2 separate regions of the Mus musculus genome follow, and region 2 is linked to region 1. A link is a contact called in public HiChIP or PLAC-seq data. All regions are on one chromosome and are shown on one strand. The core of a region is the stretch at or near the end of the contact, and the rest is flanking DNA. Distances in the headings are between cores, read along the strand shown.

What was found. HiChIP or PLAC-seq counts read pairs in DNA pulled down with a chosen protein or histone mark.
Region 2: a contact with region 1 is called in a FOXA1 HiChIP or PLAC-seq map of pancreatic cancer cells. The contact joins two enhancer-like sites. A contact is called at or near these places in 3 of 39 promoter capture datasets (liver, neutrophils and pre-B cells) and 1 of 115 datasets of contacts at active chromatin or transcription factors (pancreatic cancer cells).

Annotation. Positions count from the first base shown.
Region 1 is chr15:79,175,484-79,182,404 of GRCm38.p6, forward strand. All of the region lies in intron 2 of Gm10863 (predicted gene 10863), which reads left to right. Among named protein-coding and RNA genes, the nearest start is that of Gm10863, 13 kb to the left of the region's middle. Within about 2 kb of position 1,593, at least 37 of the 459 cell types and tissues checked have an H3K27ac peak or open chromatin away from gene starts, as enhancers often do. A contact at or near this core is called in pancreatic cancer cells, where this site is marked.
Region 2 is chr15:80,048,800-80,055,530 of GRCm38.p6, forward strand. Gm41362 (a long non-coding RNA gene) reads right to left here. Exons shown (of 3, transcript XR_875493.1): 3 at 4,419-6,349. Among named protein-coding and RNA genes, the nearest start is that of Gm41362, 7.6 kb to the right of the region's middle. Within about 2 kb of position 5,437, at least 83 of the 459 cell types and tissues checked have an H3K27ac peak or open chromatin away from gene starts, as enhancers often do. A contact at or near this core is called in pancreatic cancer cells, where this site is marked.

The DNA of each region.
Region 1 (6,921 bases), core at 343-2,842:
CTGAGCCCAGACCAAGTCGCCTTTTCCCATATCCAGCTCCACTCCCCACCTTCAGCCCCTTTGCTGGCTGTCCTGGACCCCCATAGCACTATTGACTGCTGGTGGCAGGACACAGGCAGGGAGGAAGGCCCTGACTGCATGGATCTGAGACTGGAAGGTTCAGGTCTGTTTGTTAACAAGCAAAGGTCGGTAGGGCAGTACCTGAGTGAGCGCAGGCCAACTTGCTCAGGGGTCCTACAGCCAGGCCTACAGATCTGGGAGAGTCACAGAGAGGTGAAGGGCCAGAGAGTGGGGTAGGACGAAGGAGAAGCCTTGTCCCTGGGAACCGTGCTGGGTGGTTCACTTGCAAAGGGGAGGGGGCCGTGTTCTTCCCTCTCTGGACTTCACTGTGGGAATTTTGGGTATAGAGCAGGGGGTCCAGCTCTCAGATGCTGGGCTGGGTCTCCTTTCTCACCCTGGGACTTGATTGCAGGAGCCATGGGCTGGGCTGGCAGTCCCTCCTGTCCTCCCTGTTCCCCGGTCTACTCTGGTCCCTGCTGGTCTTTGGTCTTTGAGAGACAGCAGAGTCGCAGTCAGGAGAAGGGTTAAGTCAGGAACTCTTGGGATGGCTCTGACCATTCCTCCGGCAGGGAACAAGGGCCCTATTCTCTGTGTGGGAATTAATAGCAAGGAGTCGACTGGGGTGTCATTCAAGCCCCGATCAGCTCCCAGAGGAATGTGAGGGAGAGAGAGAGAGAGAAAGAGAGAGAGAGAGAGAGAGAGAGAGAGAGAGAAATGGAGGCTTGAGGCACAGATATCAAGAGAAGCGCATGAGGGCCTGCTGGTCACAGTACCCATGGCATGTGGCTATCACGCCTTAAGACAGATCTTGTCTCCAAGGATGCATCTATGTCCCCACACAGCAGGGAGACCTGGTCTGGCCATCCCTCACCAAGGGTTTGGGGTTTGTTTTTTTATCATTCCTAGATGGCTGGACTCTCCATAGGATTGGCTGCTGCTCCCACTTTCTGGGATCCTCCACCTGTCCCTATTTTTGCTTAGGGGGTCCTAGGTTCACCTGAACCCCCAGGCTGCTGTGCAAGGCTGGCCTGTGCTCCTGGGCTGTGCCCTTGGTCTTGGTCCCAGGAATTCCTCTGACCTAGCTCCATGGTCAGCTCAGGCATATCCCACTAGGTGACTTCAGGATCCTTTAGTTGCCTGCATTCGAGGGGAGCATCAGGGAGCTCAGCTCACACAGGGGACAAAGCTCATCTGCTGCTGAGACAAGCCTTCCAATGTCACCCACAGCCTGGCTTGTGGCAGAGGACCAGCGGCCCCCAGAGTCATCTGAAATGTCACAGCCCAGGGCAGGCCTTGGAGGCGCTCCAGGCCACACTTCAGGTTTTGTGGGCACATATACGGAGGCCTGGAAGGGCACTAGCTTGTCCTGGGTTAGAGCTGAGCTTGGTGTTGACCCAGGTTGTCTGTCTCCAGATTAGTGTTTTGAAACACCCCACCCCCCACCCCCATGTGGAGTCTCACCAAACACAGTACGCATAGACTGTGCATACACTTGGTGCAAGACACCTGGCCGTCTGAGTCAGACACCTCATCTCTGGTTTTGTGACTCAGCCTGGCTGTATCACCCTCAGCTGGCGGCTTCATTTTCGGGGAAATGAACCGTAACAGACAGCTGGGCAGGGGTGGCGCATGCCTTTAATCCCAGCACTTGGGAGGCAGAGGCAGAGAGGTAGGCAGCCTGGACTACAGAGTGAGAGAGTGAGTTCCAGGACTGCCAGGCTTACACAGAGAAACCCTGTCTTGAAAACCAAAAAAAGAAAAGAAAAGAAATGAAACTTAACAGACATGTAACCCTTGGATAGAGCCACTATGTGTGTTTGTTTGTTTTGTTTTTATCTTTCTCTTTCTTTTTCTTTTTTTGGGGTGGGAGTGGGGACAGGGAGGTGGGGAAGGACAGGATGACAGGGTCTCTCTCTCTATATATAGACCAGGTTGGTCTCGAACTCATAGTTCCCCAGGTCCAGCTGTCTCTGCTTCCGTAGTGCTGGGATTAAAGGCATGTGCCACTGAGCCTGACTGGGCTGATGTGTGCCAGCAAGCCCATGTTATTCAGATTGAAATGATATATTTAGCTGCTTATTTGGTGCTAGGGGTCAAACCCAAGGCCTTTTGCCTTTGAGGTAAATTCTTTATCCCTGAGCGCTAGCTTAGGCCCATTACAGTTCTTGGAAGTCTGGGCTGTACCTGGTGCCCTCTAGCTAGAAGCCTTGCTCTGCACATCATTTGGCTGCTTGCAACTGCACCCAGCAGCCCCAGCCCCAAGAGTCCCATCAGTCCCTCAGCTGCAGTTTTGCTGGAGTGAGGTTCTGGGCGTCCTGAGCTCAGTGCCCTTCTGTGTCTGATAAACCACCCTGTTCCTGCCTCTCTGATGGCCTGTAGTGTGGTAGAGAGCCAGGGAACAGACCCTGTGTGGCACAATGGCAGCTCTGGAGTGCTTCAGACCTTGGTTTCCTCCTGAGTCGGCCTTAATCACCATGGGGACTGATGCATGGGGAAGCCTGGCTTCACCCTCTAAGTGTGCAAGTCGGGAGCCAGAGTCTGGAGAAGGTAGTACTTCCTGCAGCACCAGGAGATAAGCAGAGTATAGTGGTCTTTCTGCATCGGGCTGTGTATTAGTTACCTGCCTAGGAATTCTAACAAAATACTCGATAAAAGCAATGTAAGGAGAAAGGGCTTGTTCCGGCTGATATTTTTTTTGGGGGGTGCCACCCATAATGGAGGGGATCCGTGGCCACAGGAAGCGTGACTCAGTGGGCTATATTTCATCCACAGTCAGGTAGACAATGAATGCTGGTCTCTCTGTCTCTCTCATTTTAATTATGTATGTATGTGTGTGTGCGCACACATATGCACAAAGATGCCCACAGCGGCCAAAGGAGGGTGTATGCTGGCGCAGTCACAGGTGGTTGTGTGATGCCTGATGCGGGTGCTAGGAATTGAGTTTGGGTCCTCTGCAAGAGCATCAAGCTGAGTCACCCCCCCCCCGCACCCCCCCTCTGCCCCAGGCCTTCGCTTTCCTTCCTTCTCTTCAGTCCAGCCCATGAAACAGCACCGCCCACGTTCAGGGCTGTGTCTTCCCACCTAGGTCTAATCTAGATCACTCCTCAGAGCCATGCCCAGAGACTTCTCTCCTCATAATTCTAGCTACTGCCAACCTGACGATAAATATCAGCCGTCCAGAGCTGGGAGGCTGGACGCCTGCAGCCACGCTCCCAGCTGCTGCCAGGAGTCGAATGGACCTGGGTGGTTCCTTATTCCTAGCCAGGGTGGGAAGAGGATTGGCAAAGATGGTCAGTGACAAATTGATCTTCTTTTCACCAATTCTGTGACGTGGTTCACAAAGATGGAAGAGTATAGAAGGGCCATTTTGGAGTTCTTCGTTAAATAACTGACCCAGTGGCCTTTAGAGGAATCTCCCAGTGGCAGCCTCAAAGGTGGTCAGCAATGGACCTAGCCTCTTCTAAGCTCCTCCACTCCCAAACTCTGTATAGAGGCAAGGCACTAACGAGAGATGCAGAGGGTACAGGGCTGGAGAGTGTGTATACTCGATGCCTCCTGCTCAGCTTGGAGCTGTGGTGGGTGTTTGATCCTCAGGGAACACAGGCCACAGAACAATGGAAGGGAGGCCTACCAGGTCCCACCATCCCTCTTGAGTGGCTCTGAAGTTTTTGGCTTTGGCTGATGTTGTTTTCCCAACGGGAACTTTGAGAATATGGGATTGGTTGACACTTTTGAGCTAGCCCAGATGCTGGCAAGATGGAGTCTAAGAATCAGTGAAGTCTGGGTCTCAGTGGGAACCAAGAACAGGGAAGGAGCGAAGGATGCCCGGGTAGGGTTGTGGAGAAAGATGAGAAAAACTGGGATCACACAGTTCCATGTAATCTTCAGATTCACTCTGTAGTCTCTTTCTTCTTATCTATAAAGTAGGGGTGATGGAATTTATCTATAAGGCTCTAAAGGGGTGACTTGTGGGCATATGATGTTCTGGCCACTGTGCTCCGTGCCATGCTCAGAGAGCCTCAGAAGGAAGTGCTCTCTAGTTATCCTCTTGACTGAGAAACACACAGGGGCTGCAGTCAGATTGGTAGCTTGAGAAATCATGAACTTAAAATTCAACTGACCCAAGAGCCTGGCTCTGCTTTGCTCTAAGGTACGCAGATCCAAGGAAGAGATGGATGGTTAAAGACTACACAGCAGAGGTCAGCGTAGCACAGAGGCAGAAGTAGTCTTAAGCATCCTTTTCTTCGTTTATTTGAGATAGGGTTTCTCTGTGTAGCCCTGACTGCCCTGGAACTCTGTAGACCAGGCTGGCATTGAACTCAGAGATCTGCCTGCCTCTGCCTCCTGAGTGCTGGGACTAAAGGTGTGTGCCACCGCTCCCAGCTTGTGTTGGGCATCTTCTAATTCTTGATACTCATAATTCTTGACACAGGAGCCTCACAGCCCAGGGCTTGTGAATTTCCTACTGGGCTATAAAATTTTTTGAGACTGGAAGAAAAAAAAATGTCAGCCACAGGATGGATACACAAAGAAGGGGCTGGGGAGATGGTTCTGTGAAAAAGGTGTTTATCATACAACCATGAGGACATACATGAGTTTAGATCCCCTGAACTCAATACAAAACTGAGCATAGAAGCAGGCACCTATTATACCAGTGCTTCAGAGGCAGAGGCAGGGGGATCCCCAGGACTTGCTGGCCTGCCAGTGAGCTTCAGGTTCAATGAGAGATCCTGTCTCAAAGTCTAAGGTGAGAGTGATGATAAAGATACCAAATAATGACCCTGACTGTGCCCCACCCAGGAACACATATGTACACATAAAATACACAAAGATAGAAAAATAGAAATTAATGAAAATTTCTATTGAAGCCAGGCAGTGGTAGTGCACGCCTTTAGTCCCAGCATACAGGAGGACAAGGCAGGTGGATCTCTGCGTTTGAAGCAAGCCAGGTCTACCGAGCTAGTTCCAAGACAGCAAAGGCTACGCAAAGAAACCCTGTCTCGACATCTTTTTTCCTACTGAAAACCTACAAAGCTATTTTTGTTTTTGTTTGCAGCAGGTTCTCCTGTAGCCCAGGCTGAGCTTGAATGTTTGATCCTCCTGACCCCCATCCCCCAACACTGTGATTCCATGCCCACCTTCTTGTTTTGATTTTTTTAAAGTCAGAATCTGCATTAGTCAGGCTGACCTGGAAGTCACTATGTAGCTCAACTCTGGTCCAATCCTCTTGGGTGATGAGGTTCACAAAGATGGAGCAGTAAAGAAGGCTGAGTTGAGGGCTTGGCTCCATGGTCTAGAGAGAGATCCTCACAGGGAGCCTCAGGTGGACAGCAGGTGGGTCGGGACTGTTCTCAGCTCCCCCACAAGCCCTGTGTAGGGATGGATGCTAAGTAGACAGCACAGGGCTGAGGGCAGGCAGCCCGGGGTTCCAAGCCTCCTGAGCGCAGGGGGTTATAGGAAAAAGCTACTGTGTCCGCTCCATGGACATCTTTTAAAACTATGAACAGGGCTGGAAAGATGGCCGGGTGTTTAAGAGCACATCCAGCCCTGCAGAGAACCCAAGTTTGATTCCCAGCACCCCTGTCAGGCAGCTTGGAATTGCCTGGAACTCCAGCTTCAGGGGACTATGACACATGTAGCCTCCGAGGGCACCTGTTTCATGTATCCATACCCTCCCATACATGTAATTTTTTGAAACTCTCTTTAAAAACAACCCTTTTGAGACAGAGTCTCACTATTTAGACTTCCAAGAATGTGCTGTGTAGACCAGGCTGGCCTTGAGCTCACATAGCTCTGAAAGCTTCTACCTCCCAGGTGCTGGCATTAAAAGGCATGTGCCATCATGCCTGGCTAATTAAAAAAATGTTTTTAATTAAAAAAATAAACTTAACTATAAACAGATAATTCTGTTTATCTTGGGAGATGAGAAAATTCAGAGCTGTATGACACAGCACGAGGTGAGTGAGGGACTCCTGTTTGCCAGAGTCTGTGGGTGTTCAGCAAGCATAGCTATGTCCAGGGTAAGCCAAGGAGGACTTCCCGAGGAGGTGACACTTGTGTCAAAACATAATGGAGGAGAAGGGATTGAACAGAAGGAAACACAGTCCAGTGATAGATAAAGGGAAGGAAAACACATGGAGAATGTAGGTAGACGTCTGTATATAGGGCGACAGTCTTGGGTAGCAGGCTTGGGTTTTATTCTATGGGCAATCAGGAATCATAGAGACACTGAAGAGTAGGAAAATGACATGGTCACTGTGTGTGCGTGTGTGTATGTGTCTATGTGTACAAGCATGTGTGTACGCACAAGTACATGTATATACAAGTACATGTGTGTACATGAGTGTGTGTGTGTGATGCTGGGGATGAAACCCTGAGTCCCTCACTTGCTACAGGGGTTCTATACTGAGCTACATCCTTCAGCCTCAACCTTTTCTGAACTTTACTCTTAGAGCATCATGGGAGTTTCTTAATTGGAGGAGTAGGGAGAGGTGCTCGCAGATCTTGAGGGGCAAAAAGCTGTTAGGAGACCGGGGTGCTAATCCTGCTGACAACGATGAGGCCAGGGTAGGCAAGAGCAGGAGGTGACATTTGAGATGTGGCCCTAGCTGGACTTTGGTAGCCGTGGTGATAACACTTGCCTTTCCTCAGTGCGGACCTTGCCTTCTATGTCCATAGCAAGCATGTTTCCCTACTGAACCTTCATAATTACCAATGAGAGAGGGGTGGGTGGCAGGTCCCACTCAGTTAGAATTTATATCATCTGAACTTTCAGCTAGCCAGAATCCTGTGCCTTGCACTTAAAAACTGTGTCAGCAGCACGTGACATTTTCTACAAATAAATAAAACAGGAGAAAAAAA
Region 2 (6,731 bases), core at 4,187-6,686, 880 kb after region 1:
AATGGGCTGTGTATAATAGGCTGGATGTGAGTGGGGTGGTGTTGGCGCACACCTTTCATCCCAGCAGGAAGGAGGTAGAGGAAGGTGGGTCTCTGAGTTTGAGGCCAGCCTGGTCCACAGAGCAAGTTTCAGTATAGCCAGGGCTACATAGTGAAACCCTGTCTGGAAAAACCAAACAAAAAAACAGTAGGATGGATGTGTAGCTCACTGGTGGAGTCCTTGCCTGGTGTGTGCTGGGTCCCTTTCCAATCTGCATGTGTGAACACAGGTTTGGCTGTGTTGCCTCCTGAACTCAGTGGCTTTGTATCTGAGGGGGCAGGTCACATATGGCCCCAGCAAACATGGCACTCCAGGAAGTCCCTGCAGTCCTTCTGTCCATGCTTTTCCTGTCACTCTTTATCCCTCTGGAGCCCAGGGAGGACAGGGCTGGAGTGTCTTGCGTGGCTCTCACTCTGTGTTGTCCACCCCTTCGTCGGGTTTCCTAAGGAAAGGAGCGGTTCTTTGTGGGCAGAGCTATCATGGGAGGCCCAAGGCTGCACCTGGGCTGACCACCCACAGGTCGTCAAAGCCAGTGAGTCAGTCTACCAGTTTCTCAACAGAGGGGGGCTTCCTCCTCAGCCCAGCTTCCTCCCCAGCCTCTCCACTCCCACCCTTCCCCTAGTGGAAGCAGCAGGTGGCTGGAGCACTGAGGATCAAGAGACAAATGTACTCCTTCCCCTAGACTAGCAGTCCAGAGCTGCCTCATGCTCTAGCCTTTCCCAGGACTGAGCAAACGGTCCCCAGGTCTGGACCAAGGTCCACACTGGCCTTTATCACATCTGCTCTAGCACCAAGTCTGATGCTTATAGCAGCAGCAGCATCTTTAAATGGGGAAACTGAGGCCCACAGGAGGCTCTTCTCTGAGGTCACAGAAAAAATAAAGAGGAGTAGGTCTCAAGTGTCAGGCCTGCAGTGCTGGGGCCCCTCAGACCTCCTTGTCCCCATTGTCCTGCCCTCTCCCCCCTCCACACACAGTGACTATGATGCTGAGGACATTCTCAGTGTGGCTTTGGCCTGAGATGGATTCGTGTCTCTAGTGTCCTCTGCTGCAACTCAGCCTCAGTTTACTTATTGTGAGCCCTGCTGCAGGCAGTGCCCAGCACCTTTGAAACCAGATAGGATGTTGCCAGCCTGTAACCCTGGAGCTCAGGAGTAGAATCGGGAGGATCAGAAGTTCAAGATCCCCTTCAGGAACATAGCAAGTTCGAGACCAGCCAGGTGTCTGTGAGATCTTGTCTCAAAAACAAAACTCAACTAAAAAAAAAAAAAAAAAAATTGCTCCAAGGAACCTGAGGCAGAGAAGGGATTTCAACCACCCTGGAGAGGATGTCCTAGGTCCCCAGAGACTCCACCCACATCCCTGTCTCCTTCAGGACTGCCTTGGCCCACCCCTCTGAGCAGGATGTGGCTTCTGAATGTAGGTGGGGAAGAGGAAGGCGTGGGGGCAGGGTGCACAGGAATCTACATCCTGGGGACCAGGAGATGGCAACTCCAGGTGTTGGGGGCCCAGCTTCCGGCTCAGGCCTAGGGGAGAAGCCTTGAGCTGCCTCCTGGGATACAGCATCTGGCCCGGAGCCCGGAGCCCAGAGCCCCTCCTAAACCTGGTGCCAGTATTTCCTCTTCCCTTTTGGTTGGGGAGACATCCTGGAGCCAGTGCTCTGGGTCTGGGTCCATAGGCTTGACTCATCCTAAACTGTGCCTCCCGACTACTCTCAAAACCTCCAGGTACCTGGCAAGTGGATGAAGCTGGGTGCTGGGGCTTCACAAAGCATTTACATTGAAACATCGTTGAGCAGCAAAGTTCTTCATGTGTTCAACACCTTTAAGCCAGGTAGGGGAGTTAGCAATAGGGGAAGGGTGGGCTCTAAGGCCATCTAGTCTCTAGCCAGCTAGCACTAAATACGGGGGAGGTCTTGTTTTTGAATCCATAAACCTGTGTTCAACGTAAAAAAAAAAAAAAAAAACTTCAAATCTAGGGAAAATTTTTGCTTGGTTGTTTCTGAAACAGAGTTTCAAGGCTCGAGAGAGGGCTCCACCATTTAAAAAAACAAAACAAAACAAAACAAAACGCTGGCTGCTCTTCCAGAAAACCCAGGTTCAATTCCCAGCACCCACATGGCAGCTCTCACCTATCTGTAACCCCAGTTCCACGGTTTCGGATGCCTTCATACAGACATGCATGCAGAAAAAACACCAGTGCACATAAAATAAAAATGAATTATAAAAAAGAAAAAAAAAAAAGCAACACGTAGTTGGGGATGGCCTTGAAGTTCTGATCCTCTTGACAGCTAGTCATAAGGAGATGTACTGACGGCTAGTCATAGGTGATTCTGGGGAATCAAACCCAGAGTCCTGTGTACGCTAGGCAAACGCTACATAGACAGGGCTCTATTCCCCAGGGCGCTCTAAGGAAAGCTTATGAACAAAACACCGGGTTTGCAGGATATGGCCTGTGGGCCATCAGTGGACCACGTGATCTCCTCCATGGATGCAGCCATGCTCTTCCGGATGAAGAAAATGAGGCAGAGGGGGAACGGCACGCAATGCCCAGAGTGCGAAGCAGTGGATCCTACGCTCAGACCCAGGCCTCCCCACTCCCCAGCCTATAAAACAGAGCACAGCTCTCCCTTCCAGAGCCTAGCTAATTAACAATAACGGGGCCCATCCCAGCCATGGAGGAACCAGGAAGTGCTTCGGGAGCTGCTCCTGATCCTAGCATTGTCCATGGTGCAGAAACAAGGCTGACCGGAACGTGTGCTTCTAAGGAAGGGGTAAATACGTCTTGGCAGGCATCTGCTCTCACTGGCTCAGGAAGAATGCACCAGAAATGGACCGGACAGTGGGAGGAACGCTCTTTCCCAGGAACCTCTTGACGCATTTTAATGGTTGGCTATGTGATTAGCAGCTTTTCCTCAAGAAACCCGCCGGCTGCTGGGGCCCCATTTTGTTTATTTGCGTTTAACTATTTCCTCTTCTTCCTCTTGTTTAAGTCTCTAAGTCTGGGACATAAAAGGGGGTCTGCAGGTGTCCCTGAGGTCCCCACAGAGGATGGGGGAAGGGATCCTCAAAGAACCCTACTGTACCGTACTGCTCATTGGGTCCCTCTGCACAGCTCTGTGAAGCGGTGACACACCCCCCCTCATTTTTACACGGGAGGAAACTGAGTCAGGAACCGGATGTTGAGGAAGTTGGCTCAGGGACAGGCCAAGTCCCGGGGCCTCCCCTTCGTCAGCCTACGCTTCTCACCCAGGGCTCTGTGTTCAGTTCAGTTCCTGGCCCAGAATGGTTTCAGGTTCCTTCCCTGAGTCAGGTGGCCATTCCGGCCCCTCCATACCCCACACTCCCGCTGTCCAGCTGGGCTGAGAGCAGCTGGACTTCTTCCTGGAATGCCCCAGCCGGGGTCTAAGGACCGGCTACCAGCCAGTCAGCCTTTACCATCCTTAAACCTCTGGCACAGCTTGGGGCTGAGCAGCTCCCAAAGGAGCTAATAACTGGTGTGTGTCCCTGCCTCCACTGAACATCCTGCCCAAGTGGGTCCATAGGCAAAGCATCCTGGGAATTCACAGTGTCCCTTGGCCCAGGAAGAGATAGCTCACCATCTAACTGACTCTTTTGATGAAAAGACCAGCAAGGTTAAGATATTCGCTTAAAGTCACACAGTAAAGAGGCACAGAGATAACTGCAGCAGTTTGGATTTGCTCGTAGAAGAAACAGAAGAATACATCTTCACTGGGAAGATTCTCAAGGGACACCCATAACTCCTTTGCTTTCTGCCTGCTCCTCCTTTGATTGGTTCCCAACAGTCACATTGTGAGGGTTAGTTTTTGCCAACTTGATACAAACCTAAGCCTATGGCCCAGCCCACTGTGGTCAGTGCCACTCCTGGACGACTATAAAAAATGAGCCTTGGAACAGGCCCGAGCCTCCTTCCACAGCTCCTGCCTCTGTTCCTGCTTGGGTTCCTGCCCTGACTTCCCTCTGTGACAGACTGTGCGATCCACACGGCTAAGCCAAATAAATACTTTCCTCCCCAAGTCGCTTTCATTCAGGGTGCTGATCACAGCGACAGAGACAAGCTAGGACTCCTCCCTCTGGATTTGTCACGGCTCTCTGGATGACTGCTCTCTGCCTCCTGGGAGGCTTAGGTGATATCTGCCTTCGTCACCTCTTATCTCCAAACACTTTCAACTTTAAATTCCAGCATCTGGGAAGCAGAGACAGACAGCTCTCTGTAATCTTAGGGCCAGTCTGGTCTACATACCAGGGATACATGGTGAGATCCTGCCTCAAAACAAAGCAAACCAAAAAAAACAAAAACAAAAACAAAAACAAAACAAAAACAAAAACAAATTTTTAATTATATGTATATATGGGGTCAGAAGTGGGTATGTGCACATAAGTGCAGGTACCCTCAGAGGCCAGAAGGGGGCGTCAGATCCCCTGGAGCTCAAGTTGTGAGCAATTGAGCAGTTCACTTATGTCCTGGAAACTGAATTCAGGTTCTCTGCAAGAGCAGTACATGGGTTGTTGTTGTTGTTGTTGTTGTTGTTGTTGTTTTGAGACAGAGTCTCACTACGCAGCTCAGGCTGACCCAGCCCTAGCTGTACATCTTTCCAGGTTCAGGGCCCTTGACCTGGGTTGTCAATACTGAAGACAGTAGCAGGAAAGATCAGAACAGCCACAGTGGATGTTGGAGCGTGCTTGGTCTCAGATGAAGCCTGGCGAGTCTCCAGCCAGCATGTGTCCTACAGGGCTGTGGCTTTGTTCCTTGTAAAGGAAGACAACAATGACCCCTCCTGGCCTGTGACTGGACCCTGTGAGGGTCCATCGTGTGGGTAGAATTTCAAAAGACGCTTCAGGGCCTTACAAAGCTCAGGTCTGGATGTGTGTGAAAAGGACTTGACTTCCCAGAGAAGGGGGGACTCTGAGATGTTTCCGGACCAGAAGGCAATGCTGACCACCTGCCTAGGGAGGGCAGGGATGGCACTCAGGGACGGGCACTTCCTAAGCTAAGTCAGAAGCTCTTTTGCAAGAGGCCGACAACTTTTTCAAGGACAAGGGTATGGCCAGAGCTGACAGGAAGCCAGCAGGGGAGGAGGGACTCTCCAAGGGGCTTCTGGGGTGGAAGTGAGGCTGAGGAGTGGGAAAGTGAGGCCAGAGACCAGGTGAGTCCTCCACACCCATCTCTGGCCTCCTGGGAAAGAACTCTCCTCTGAGCCCTCTGTCACCTGCTTGTGGCCAGGCCTGGGCTGCTGATGGCCCCCTGTGCTGACTCATGTCTGCCTGCCTGGCCCTGGTTGGAGGCGGGGGTGTACCCCAATCCCTGCTTGACCTTATCAGGCCTTGCTTGTATCCAGCTGCCTGGACATGGGCGTGGCCTTGGCCCTTCCTCCTCCTGTGGCCCTGGTTGAGCAAGGCCTGCAATGAGGTCATGGGAGCCCAAGGCAGGGAAGGCTAGGGAGTATGGTAGCCTAAGAAGGGACAAAAGCAACAGCCAGCCTGGGGTGTCCTGTGAGGCTTGCGGGCTGGTTCCTGACTCCTGGGATAGGGCTGGGCGCTGGGTTATTTTTAGTTCCCAAATGAGAAATGGCAGAACCTGGATCTAGCAGCTGCTACACTTTCCCTGCCACAGCCTTGCTCTGGGCACACGGAGGCATGCCCCAGTGTCAGGGCACGTTATAGGGACACACCCATGCCCATGAGCCTCTGCATAGACGTGGCAGTAAATGGTGGTGTGTAATCATACCTATATCCCTTCTTGCAGATGCCAAAACCACATCCATGTGTGCAAATGCTTGTATTGACACAACTCAAGCAGGCATACTGGTATACAAAGAAACCTGCATAGTCTGAGGGAAGTGGCCTGCACAGTCTGAGGGAGGTGGCCCAGGCTGCGGTCACAGCTATATTTAAAAAAACAGAAAATCACATTTTCAGAGCCCCCACTGTGTGCCCATGTTCTCTGTCGCAGCTTTGAGACTTTAGCCTTTTGCTGGCTTCACAAAGGGTACCCTCACATAGTGTCAATGTGATGGCTGTAGACAAGCAATGGACATGTGGAACGACCCTTGTTGCAGGAGGCCAGAGGTGCCATGTAGCTTGGGGTAGCCAAGGAAGGCTTCTTGGAAGAAGAGGTCCTTGAAGAGGTGAGCAGCAAAGACTTGCCTGGAGAAAGAGATGATCTACTGCTTATGAAAATGCCGGTGATGGAGATGTGGTCAGCTACCTTCCCAGCATGCCCTGGGTTCAGCACTCAGAAACCACATAAATATGGGTACGGTGGTGCATGTAATTCCAGCAGTTGAGGGATCTAAAACAAAACAAAACATAAACAAAATCCAGCTGACAATAATAACAATATAAAAATAAAAAGCAAAAGCCTATGGTAATAATAAACAACAGCCATCAATGGAGCACTCCCATGTCACCAGGTCCCTTGTCAATCACTCCATCTCCCCCCTCTGCCACACTCACGAGCTGAGCTTTCTTACAGCTGTCACCTTCAGACCCAGAAGCTGGGGTTAGGAAAGGGGCTCAGTGCCCACTGATAAGTGTTCCACGAAGCCCACATTCTTCACCAGCTCCCGGGCATCAAAGGTGATGTTAATGACCATGGAAAAATTGCCAATTGTTGTTTTCGAGACAGTCTCTCTATGTGTAGCCCTGACTACATAAATAGAACTCACTAGGAG